Regions from separate parts of the Sus scrofa genome. Here region 1 is linked to region 2. A link is a contact called in public HiChIP or PLAC-seq data. All regions are on one chromosome and are shown on one strand. The core of a region is the stretch at or near the end of the contact, and the rest is flanking DNA. Distances in the headings are between cores, read along the strand shown.

Region 1 (4,496 bases), core at 1,737-4,236, 82 kb after region 2:
TAATATCCATAGGGTAAATTAGTATGTATCTACCTCTAACTTTCAAAAGTATGTCCTCGTTTCATACATTCATAAAACATTTAGAAAACATGAAGCATATATGAGGATACAAAACTTCAAGAAATTCAAACAACAGAGATTGCACCAAATATCAGATCAAAATTCTGAGTTATTTTAGAAATATACGTATTTCATTGTATTTATAAACCCCATTCTCATTAGGCTCTTCGTGCCCTGGTTAGCATTTAGTACAAAGACTTTTAAATGTCCAGATATTAGTTTTGTCCTTCTTCCTTAACCATAGAACCTCCAAATTTAGTTATTTGGCCAAGTAGAATATGCCCTTGCAGCTAGGTCTAGATGTGATTGCACTCAAGCCATTGAATTAAAGTCAAGTTGCAACAGCCTGCATAACTTCCAGTGAATATCCTTCAAGGAAAGGGATGTATCTTTCTGTGTCCTTTCCTTCTTCCTGCTGGCTGGGCAGTGGGTTGGAGGGCAGTCAGTCTTGGGCTCTGGCGCTGGGCTCTGGCGCCTCAGCTAACGATGGCTGAGAATAAAGTAGATAATGCTGGGAATCTGATGTTACAGAAGGCTTTGGTTACCTTTGAGAGAGCAGGTCCTGACTGATGATAGAAAAATAAAACCGAAGTGGGTTGGAGGGAGGAGAGAGTGGTAACGGAAAGTCGAAGCGAGGAATACACTTTACATTTTCAAAAAGCTTCACGGTGGAGCCGGGGAAAGATGGCATGATCGGTGGTGGGAGAGTCTAGGTTGGGAGAGGGGCCTGCCTTTGAGTGGGAGGAAGTAGAACAGTGGAGAATCTGGAATGTTTATAGTCTAAGTCTAAGGAAGAAGTACCTTGGAGAGAGAGAAAAATTGAGCAACAGTAAAAAAAAAAAAAAAAAAAAAAAAAGGAAAGGAGAAAAGAATTCAGGCGTAAAATCCAAAGCAGATAAAGAAGATGCTGATCTCCCATGGCAGAAGGAGAGCTGAGACAGACAAATCAGGAAGAACAGGATACAGGAATTTAAGGTCCAGTCGCCTCACTTTCTTTCTGAAAATTAAGAAGCAAGTTGAGGAGTTCCTGTCATGGCTCAGCGACAGCGAAACTGACTAGTAATCCATGAGGACCCAGGTTCAATCCCTGGCCTCTATCAGTGGGTTAAGTATCAGGCATTGCTGTGAGCTGTGGTGTAGGTCGCAGACATGGCTTGGATCCCTCATTGTTGTGGCTGTGATGTAGACTAGCAGCTACAGCTCCAGCTTGACCCTAGCCTGGGAACTTCCATATGCCATAGGTGCAGCCCTAAAAAAAAAGACAAAAAAAAAAAAAAAAAAGAAGAAGCAAATTGAGTGTTAAGCATAAGGGAAGGAGTCAAGGTTTGAATACTCCTTAAGGGATTAGAAAAATAAGCAAACTGCAGGTAAGAAAGAGCACGGTTGAGCGTACCTGGGGTCTCACCTGAGATTAGCCAAAGGAGTTTATCATCGGTTTATGACTAAAGCAATAAGATTCTCTTCAGCAGAGCTTCTGAACATTAGAAATCAGAGTCAGTTCAAATGAATCATCAGGCTTTTGTAGAATAGATTATTTGCAAGGCTCATACAGCAGACAATCAAAGGGTTGGAGGAAATGAGTGGGTTGAGGACAGCATGGTTGAAATAATAAACCATGAAGTCCAAACAAGTTAGGAAATAAATTGAAATGGGGGGGTGGCTGGAGAGCCTGATTCAGTAGAGAACAGGGAGGGAGTCCAGGCTTGGTGTGTTGACAGTGAGGAGTGTGGGCGTGAAGGCTTTGGGTGGCAGCGGAAAGAAGAAACCTGGTGGTTGGTCCACAGTGGGCATTTAGGAGGTCAGAGGGTAGGAAATGGGGCAACCCAATGAAATTGAAATCACGTGAGATTTTGGAAGGAAAAGGTTAAAGGGGAAAACTGATCCAGGGACTAACTCTGTCTCAGGGGCCAGAGCTGTAAGCCAAAAACGAAGAACATGGAGACATGGAGCCACTGGAAGTAAAAGAGCAGGCCCGCCAGCTAGCAAGATGCTTCTTGTCGGTAGCTTTCAGGAGGTTTTGTAAAGGTACGACCCGCAAGGTAGGCACCCCTAGCTCCATTAAATAAGTCATTTTTAGAAAAAAAAATTAATAACTATCAGGTCATTGTGAACAATATATAGGTTGAGTTCTTGCAGGTGTTATTATTTTCCCAGTAGCAACACCATTTCAGTAGTTAGGACAAAACTCTACCTAGACCTGTGTGCTATTGATTTTTTACTTTTTCCTTGTTCCAGTAGAGGGCACTCAAAGCTCAAAGAAATGCCTACCATCATTTCTACAGCAATGGTTGTTTTATATAATTAAAGCTCATATTTAAATGAAAAAAGAGAAATTCTGATTTAATAAGACTTAATTAGCAGTCAGGCATGTAAACCTCATGAAAATGAAGTGAGATTTTATGAGACTAAATGAGGACCTGCCTCCCCAGACTCATTCCCTTTCCTTTCCGCTCAGCACACACTGAACAGAGAAAGGGAATGCTCTTGTCTGAGAAAGAAGCCAGGCTTTCTACATGCACATCTGCTGCGGACACCCGGCCCTCAGTTCCGTTTTCGTTCCCATACGACTTCTTCGAGAAAGGTTTTTAAAGAATCTGAAGATAAGCTGGTGGGCTCCGGAACAAATCCTCTTCCATAGAAGACATCTGAGAAAGACCTGATTCGAAAGAAGAGACTTGAAGACTTGAGAAACTTCCTGTTGACAATTCTGTACCACACGGCCTGGACGCCCGGAAGACGCAGCTGGCAGCCACTGTCCACAGCCCACGGAGGTTCTTAGGGAAGTTTCTAGAAGACCTTGTGCTTTAGAGAGTTGTGAAAACGCAAGTGTTGTTAGTTCTTGAGAGGGACTTCCTTCCAAGCAGAAGATGAACTGTGTGTGGCTCTGGTTGCCAATTTGGCAGAATCACAGTGGAAGATGTGAACAGTGGTAAGAGAGCTGTCAGCACGTCAGCAGAGTCTCCTGAAGGAGTTAGGCCCTGGGGTCAGATGATTCTCCAGCTCTCATCTTTGCCACAAAGGGGCTGCCATGATCCAAACACAGCGGCTTCTCCAAACACAGAGGATCTGTCGGTTTGGCTCTACAGCTTATGTGGGAGCGAGGGTGATTTGCAGGAGGTAAAGGAGGATCCCTCTCAGCATCCTGCTATCGGTAGTGATCTCTCAGCATAAATCAGCTTCTCAGGCAGAGCTCAGGCTGCTAAAGAGAAGGGAGGGTTCTCTCCAAAAACAGAGTCTTTTTGGCAGAGATGGTGGACCTGGCATTGTAAAGAACGGGTTATGAGTTGATGAATTATTTATAACGGATTTTTTTAAAGCACTTGTTGCTAGACTCTGACGCTTTCCTATCTAAACACCTCCTCTTCTCTGCCTCCACCCTCACCAGATCCCCCTGTCCTGGGTCCTGTCTCCTCCGGAGTACCTTGGGCTGGGCTGCTTCATTGTATTACAAACAAGTTAATCCCCTTATGCTCAGGATGCAAATGCGATGGAGCCAAGGTCTGGGAAGCTATGCAAAACAATCTCTTAAGAAGCCTTTTCCCTTTTCCCTAATGCCAGGACAGTACAAGATGGCAGATTTAGAATTTAAGACTCGGAGGGTGCGCAAACATCAATCATGAAAATCAAACAACGGTCCAATCATGGGGTAAAATATAGACTCTGTATTTATGGCTTGGTTGTAACCGCTGGGCATGTCCAGCCTCACCATATATTGTTGACAGATCCGGTGGCAGTTCTCGTGTCGTTTATTCCTTTTCTCAATTTTCTGGCATTGGCTCGATCTATAGTCGTGGGCAGTAAATTACAGGGGTGAGCCTGGTTTCTAACCCTCTGGCTAGAGAGTTCCCATTACCTGGCTAGGCAAGCTAAATATTTCATTTTAAGAGGCATCAAAATCATAACAAGAAGATCATTTGAATGAAATTAAATGCCAGTGGACTAGACTAACCAGCACCTCCGCGTGCGACAGTGTATGATAGAGTGGAGAAAACAAAGTCCCGACAGCAAACTGGCTTCTCTGACCGAGGTGAGCTACGCCTTCTCTGTGAGTCCAGTTACTCTTTCTCCAACAACCCAACAGTCTCAAGACTCTGTGCCTCTCAAGATGATTTCTTCTTCTTCTTCTTCTTTTTAATCACTTAGGACATATGCAGCTGCAAGTGACAGAAGACCTAGCTGAAAGTGACAACAACTAAAGTCACCTATGATCTTAACTCACAGGAAGTCTGAGCCCTGGGTGTTCCCAGAGAAGTTCACTCGGGAGCTCAGTGGCATCAGCTGTCCTGCGATAAGTTTGGCTTTTTCTTATTCAAGGTCACAAGTTCACTGTACCCAGTATCACATCCTCAGAGAGTGACATTCAGAGACAGGAAAATGGATATTTTTTTGTATGTCCGTTTTCTTAAGGGTGAAGAAAATTTTCCCAAAGCTCCAGA
Region 2 (4,980 bases), core at 117-2,616:
CAAAAAAAATAAAAATAAAAATAAAGTCGTTACGTAAGATCTATTACATGTCTATTATTTAAGCAGAAATTTCTTGGGGCAAATAAAGTTTCCATCTAGGAGTAATGGAGGGTCGCCTCCCTAAATAACTCTAATGAGATAACGTCAGGTGAATAACAGTCATAACATGAAGTTGTGTTTTGACCACACAACAGGGGTGCTTGTTCAAATACAAGTGAAATCCATTTTGGCAGCAGAATGAAAGACCCATACATAGCAAGGCTTCCCACGTGGAGAGGGCCACCGTGGGGGGACGAGGGAGGTTGGAAAACCTATGGAAGAGGTGGGTGTTGAGCCTCCTGGGTGTCCTTTGGAAGCAGAGGCCTTGAGGGACTGGGGCGTCTCTGGACGTATAGAGGGTCAGCTCAGGAACCAAAAACCAGATTGTTTTCACCCGAAGAAGGACCCAGAGGGAACAGGGGTGATAGGCTCATTCCCATTTTAAATGTTAGCTAAGCCTCAGCTGTCTTCCTGCTCCCCTTTCCAACTCCAGGATGGAGGAGGTCTTGCCAAAATCTGAGTAGAAAACGTCTGACTTCCAAACTGATGTTGCAATTTCACATTTTGTATTTAAATTTTTAAAAATCGTAGTTGATTTACAATGTTCTGTCAATTTCTGCTGTACAGAAAAGTGACCCGGTTATACATATATATTCTTTTTCTCATACTATCTTCCCTCATGTTCTGTCACAAGTGATTGGGTACAGTTCCCTGCACTGTGCAGCGGGACCTCATTTCTTATCCACTCGTAATGCAATAGATGTTGCCATTTCAGTAGCAGTTTTAATGGCTGGTTCTGATAACCCAGGGCACGTCAACGAGGGAATGATGTAGATACAGAGGTACTGTTTCCTGAGTTACCAGGAAAATTAATCCAATTCCTTCCAACCTCACTCTTCCTTCTACCCTCCCTCTGCTCGCAATGGCAGCAGCCAAACTTACTTCCCAGCTTCCTTTCTCACTGCCTAATGTTTCTAGAGAGCTGCCCAATTCTGGATTCTTTCTTTTTTTCTTTTTTTTTTTTTTTTGCTTTTTAGGGCGGCACTCGCAGCATATGGAGGTTCCCAGGCTAGGGGTTGAATCGGAGCTACAGCTGTGGCCTACACCACAGCCACAGCAATGCCAGGTCCCAGCCACGTCTGTGACCTACACTGCAGTTCACGGCAATGCCAGATCCTTAACCCACTGAGGGAGGCCAGGGATTGAACCCGAAACGTCATGGTTCCTCGTCAGATTCTTTTCCTCTGTGACACAACGGGAACTCCCTGACATCTTTTTTAGAATGGTCTTACTTCCTGGCTCTGCTCTCCCCAGAAAACCTTTCCTTCTGACTCAGATTAGAGAGAAAGAAGAAGTAGGGTTTTATGGAGCCAAAAATTGAAGGGAGTTCTGACCTGATACAAGAGAAAAGAGGAAATGACTCTGGCGAAGCTGCTAGGAGTAAGACACTTCGGATTCCATCACACTCTTCCTGACCACGGAAAGGGTTGTAGAATCTTAGCACTTTGAAATGGGGGACCAAGGAGTTCCCGCTCTGGTTCAGGGGAAATGAACTCAACTAGTATCCATGGGGACCTGGGTTTGATCCCTGGCCTCACTCAGTGGATTAAGGATCCGGTGTTGCCATGAGCTGTGGTGTAGGTTGCATATATATATTTGCCCTTAACCTGCTTAATGGTCTCTGAGGTTCCTAGATCTGTGGTTTGGTGTCTACTAGCCTGCTTAGTTTGCTTTAACAAAAGGCAAAAACTGGGTGGACTGAATAACAGAGACTGATTTTCTCATGGTTCTGGAGCTAGAAGGTCAAGATCAAGTTGCGATCAGGCTTGGTTTCCAGTTGGACCTCTACTCCTAGCTTGTAGCTGACTGCTTTCTCTCTTTGTCCTCATCTGGCCTCTTCTCTGTGCGTATGCCACAGAGATAGAGAGGATCTCTCTTGCCTTCCTTCTTCTTCTTAAAAAGACACCAGTCCCGGAGTTCCACTGTGGCGCAGTGGTTAATGCATCTGACTAGGAACCGTGAGGTTTCGGGTTCGATCCTGGACTTGCTCAGCGGGTTAAGGATCCGGCGTTGTCGTGAGCTGTGGTGTAGGTTGCAGACTGTGGCTTTGATCCCGCGTTGCTGTGGCTCTGGTGTAGGCAGGCGGCTCAGCTCCCATTCGACCCCTAGCCTGGGAACCTCCATATGCCGAGGGAGTGGCCCAAGACATGGCAAAAAGACAAAAAAACCCCTCCAAAAAACCAAAAAAACCAAAAAAGACTCCAGTCCCATCAGATTACATCACCATTCTTGACCCCACTTAACATTATTACCTTCTTACAGGCTCTGTTTGCAAAGGCTGTCCTAGGAGGGGTTAGCACTTCAACACATACATTTGGGGGGAACACAGTTCAGTCCATAACAGTGTCTGGCCTTAATCTGATAAATTCTCCGTTATTACTGCAAAGAGGAGCAGAGATAAGAATTCAATCCGTATTCTCCTCAGGAACCGTATAAGCAAAAAGACACCAAACCACAGATTAAAAAAAGAAAGCCTGCTTCCACGTCTCCATCTCTCTACGACAGTGTTCACGTCTCAGGAGACAAAACTCTAGGTTGGTGTGGTTTTTCTCTCGACATGTTAACTATTTTGTCTCCTGAGACATGAACACTGTCATAGAGATGGAGACGTAGATTTTCTTTTTTTCTTCTTTTTTTTCGTCTTTTTGTCATTTTCTTCCACAGCTCCCGCGGCATGTGGAGGTTCCCAGGCTAGGGGTCAAATCAGAGCTGTAGCCACCGGCCTACACCACAGCCACAGCAACAGGGATCCGAGCCACACCACAGCTCATGGCAACGCCAGATCCTGAACCCACTGAGCAAGGCCAGGGATCAAACCCGCAACCTAATGGTTCCTAATCGGATTCGTTAACCACTGAGCCTCGATGGGAACTCCAAGAAGCAGATTTTCTTAGACAAACAAACCTCGAGGGAATTTGTTGTTAGTAGACCTGTCTCATAAGAGATGTAAAAATAAGCTCTTTAGGAAGAGGAAAATGGTACAGGTCAAAAACGGGCCCACATTAGAGGAAGGGCATTAGAAGAGGAATATGAGAAGGTAATTAAACATTTTTATTAAGAAATAAATGTGTATTAATAAATACATATATTTACATATGTTTATATATAAGGGAAATAAATAACAACCACTTTGAACATCTGTCTACTCAGGCTATCATCAAGAAGAACACAAATATCAAATGCTGGCGAAGATGTGGTGAAAAGGAAACCATGGGACACTGTTGGTGGGAGTGTAAATTGGTGCAGCTCCTGTGGAAAGAAGTACGGAAAGCTCCTCCAAAAACTAAAATAGAAAGAGTACATGACCCAGCAATTCCACTCTGGGCTATTTATTAAAAAAACCCAAACACTAATTTGAAAATAGAAATGCACCACCATATTCATAGCAGCATTATTTACAATTGCCGAGATGTGGCAGCAATCCAAGTGTTTATTAACAGACGAATGGACAAAGAAGACGTTCACACATGAGACACACACACACACTCACTCTCTATATATACTGGAATTCGTACTTAGCCATAAAAAAGAATAAAATTTTGCATGGACTTGATGGGTATTATGTAAGTGAAATAAGTCGGACGGAGAAAGAAAAATACTGTATGATATCCTTAAATGTGGAATCTAAAAAAATATAACAAACTAATGAATATTAAAAAAAAAAAAAAAAGCAGACTCGGAGTTCTGGCTGTGGCGCAGTGAGTTAAGAATCTGACTGCTGCAGCTTGGGTTGCTGCGGAGGCGTGGGTTCAATCCCTGACCTGGGAACTTCCATATGTCGTGGATGCAGCCATTAAAAAAAGGAAGCCGACTCACAGACACGGAGAACCAAGCAGTGGTTACTGGTGAGGAGAGGGAGATGGGTGGGAGGGCAATATAGGGGCACAGAATTAAAAGGTGCAAACTAGGAACATAAAATAAGCTCCCAGGGTACATTGCATAACATGGAGAATATAGCCACTATTTTACAATAGCTGTAAAGGGAGTATAGCCTTTAAAAACCACGAATCACTATACTGTGCACCTGCAACTTAAATAATATTGTACAGGAACTATATTTCAATAAGAAACAATCTGGGAGGGAGTGGGATGGGCCAGGAGTTTGGGGTTAGTAGATGCAAATTGTTACATTTGGAATGGATAAGCCATGAAGTCCTACTGCACAGCACAGGAAACTAGGTCCACTCTTGGGATAGAACATGATGGAAGATAGCATGAGAAAAAGAATACATATATATACACACATAGTATGTATATGACTGGGTCACTGCTGTACAGCAGAAATTGACGCAACATTGTAAATCAACTATACCTTAATAAAAAAAATAAAGTAAAAAATAATCTGTCAAGTCAAGGGACTGAAAGAAAACAGAAATATCTGTAGTTTACAGATTGCCCATGTGTTTTCATACTCATCTGCTTATTTGCATTTTGTAAGTTTTCAGCAATGTCTGATGTGGACTTTAAAATCAAGGAAGGGCACATTTTCTTTTTGCTTTTTTTTTCATTTTTAAAAATTTTATTGACATATAATTGACTTATAACGTTGTGTTAGTTTCAAGTGTACAGCAAAATGAATCAGTTCTTTTTCAGATTCTTTTCCCAGATTGGGTATAACACGATATGAGTAGATTTCCCTCTGCTCTGCAGTAGGTCCTTGTTAGTTATCTGTTTTATTTTTATTGTTAATTAATTTTTATTATTACATTTTAATTAATTTGTGATAAGTATTAATTTAATGATTCAATGAATTTTATTATATGTATATACAACCAACCTCACAACCTAATTTTGGAACATTTGCCTATCCCAAACCCCCAGCCCAACCCTCCCTCTGCAGCCACAGGTGTCATTTTCAAAAAAGCAAAGAAGGACAAAGGA

Evidence for each region. HiChIP or PLAC-seq counts read pairs in DNA pulled down with a chosen protein or histone mark.
Region 1: an H3K27ac HiChIP or PLAC-seq map of alveolar macrophages shows a contact between it and region 2. The contact joins two enhancer-like sites. A contact is called at or near these places in 1 of 47 Hi-C or Micro-C datasets (embryonic fibroblasts) and 1 of 2 datasets of contacts at active chromatin or transcription factors (alveolar macrophages).

The regions. Positions count from the first base shown.
Region 1 is chr18:52,858,400-52,862,895 of Sscrofa11.1, forward strand. No RefSeq gene overlaps it. Among named protein-coding and RNA genes, the nearest start is that of INHBA, 29 kb to the right of the region's middle. Within about 2 kb of position 2,987, at least 18 of the 83 cell types and tissues checked have an H3K27ac peak or open chromatin away from gene starts, as enhancers often do. A contact at or near this core is called in alveolar macrophages, where this site is marked.
Region 2 is chr18:52,778,180-52,783,159 of Sscrofa11.1, forward strand. No RefSeq gene overlaps it. Among named protein-coding and RNA genes, the nearest start is that of INHBA, 110 kb to the right of the region's middle. Within about 2 kb of position 1,367, at least 3 of the 83 cell types and tissues checked have an H3K27ac peak or open chromatin away from gene starts, as enhancers often do. A contact at or near this core is called in alveolar macrophages, where this site is marked.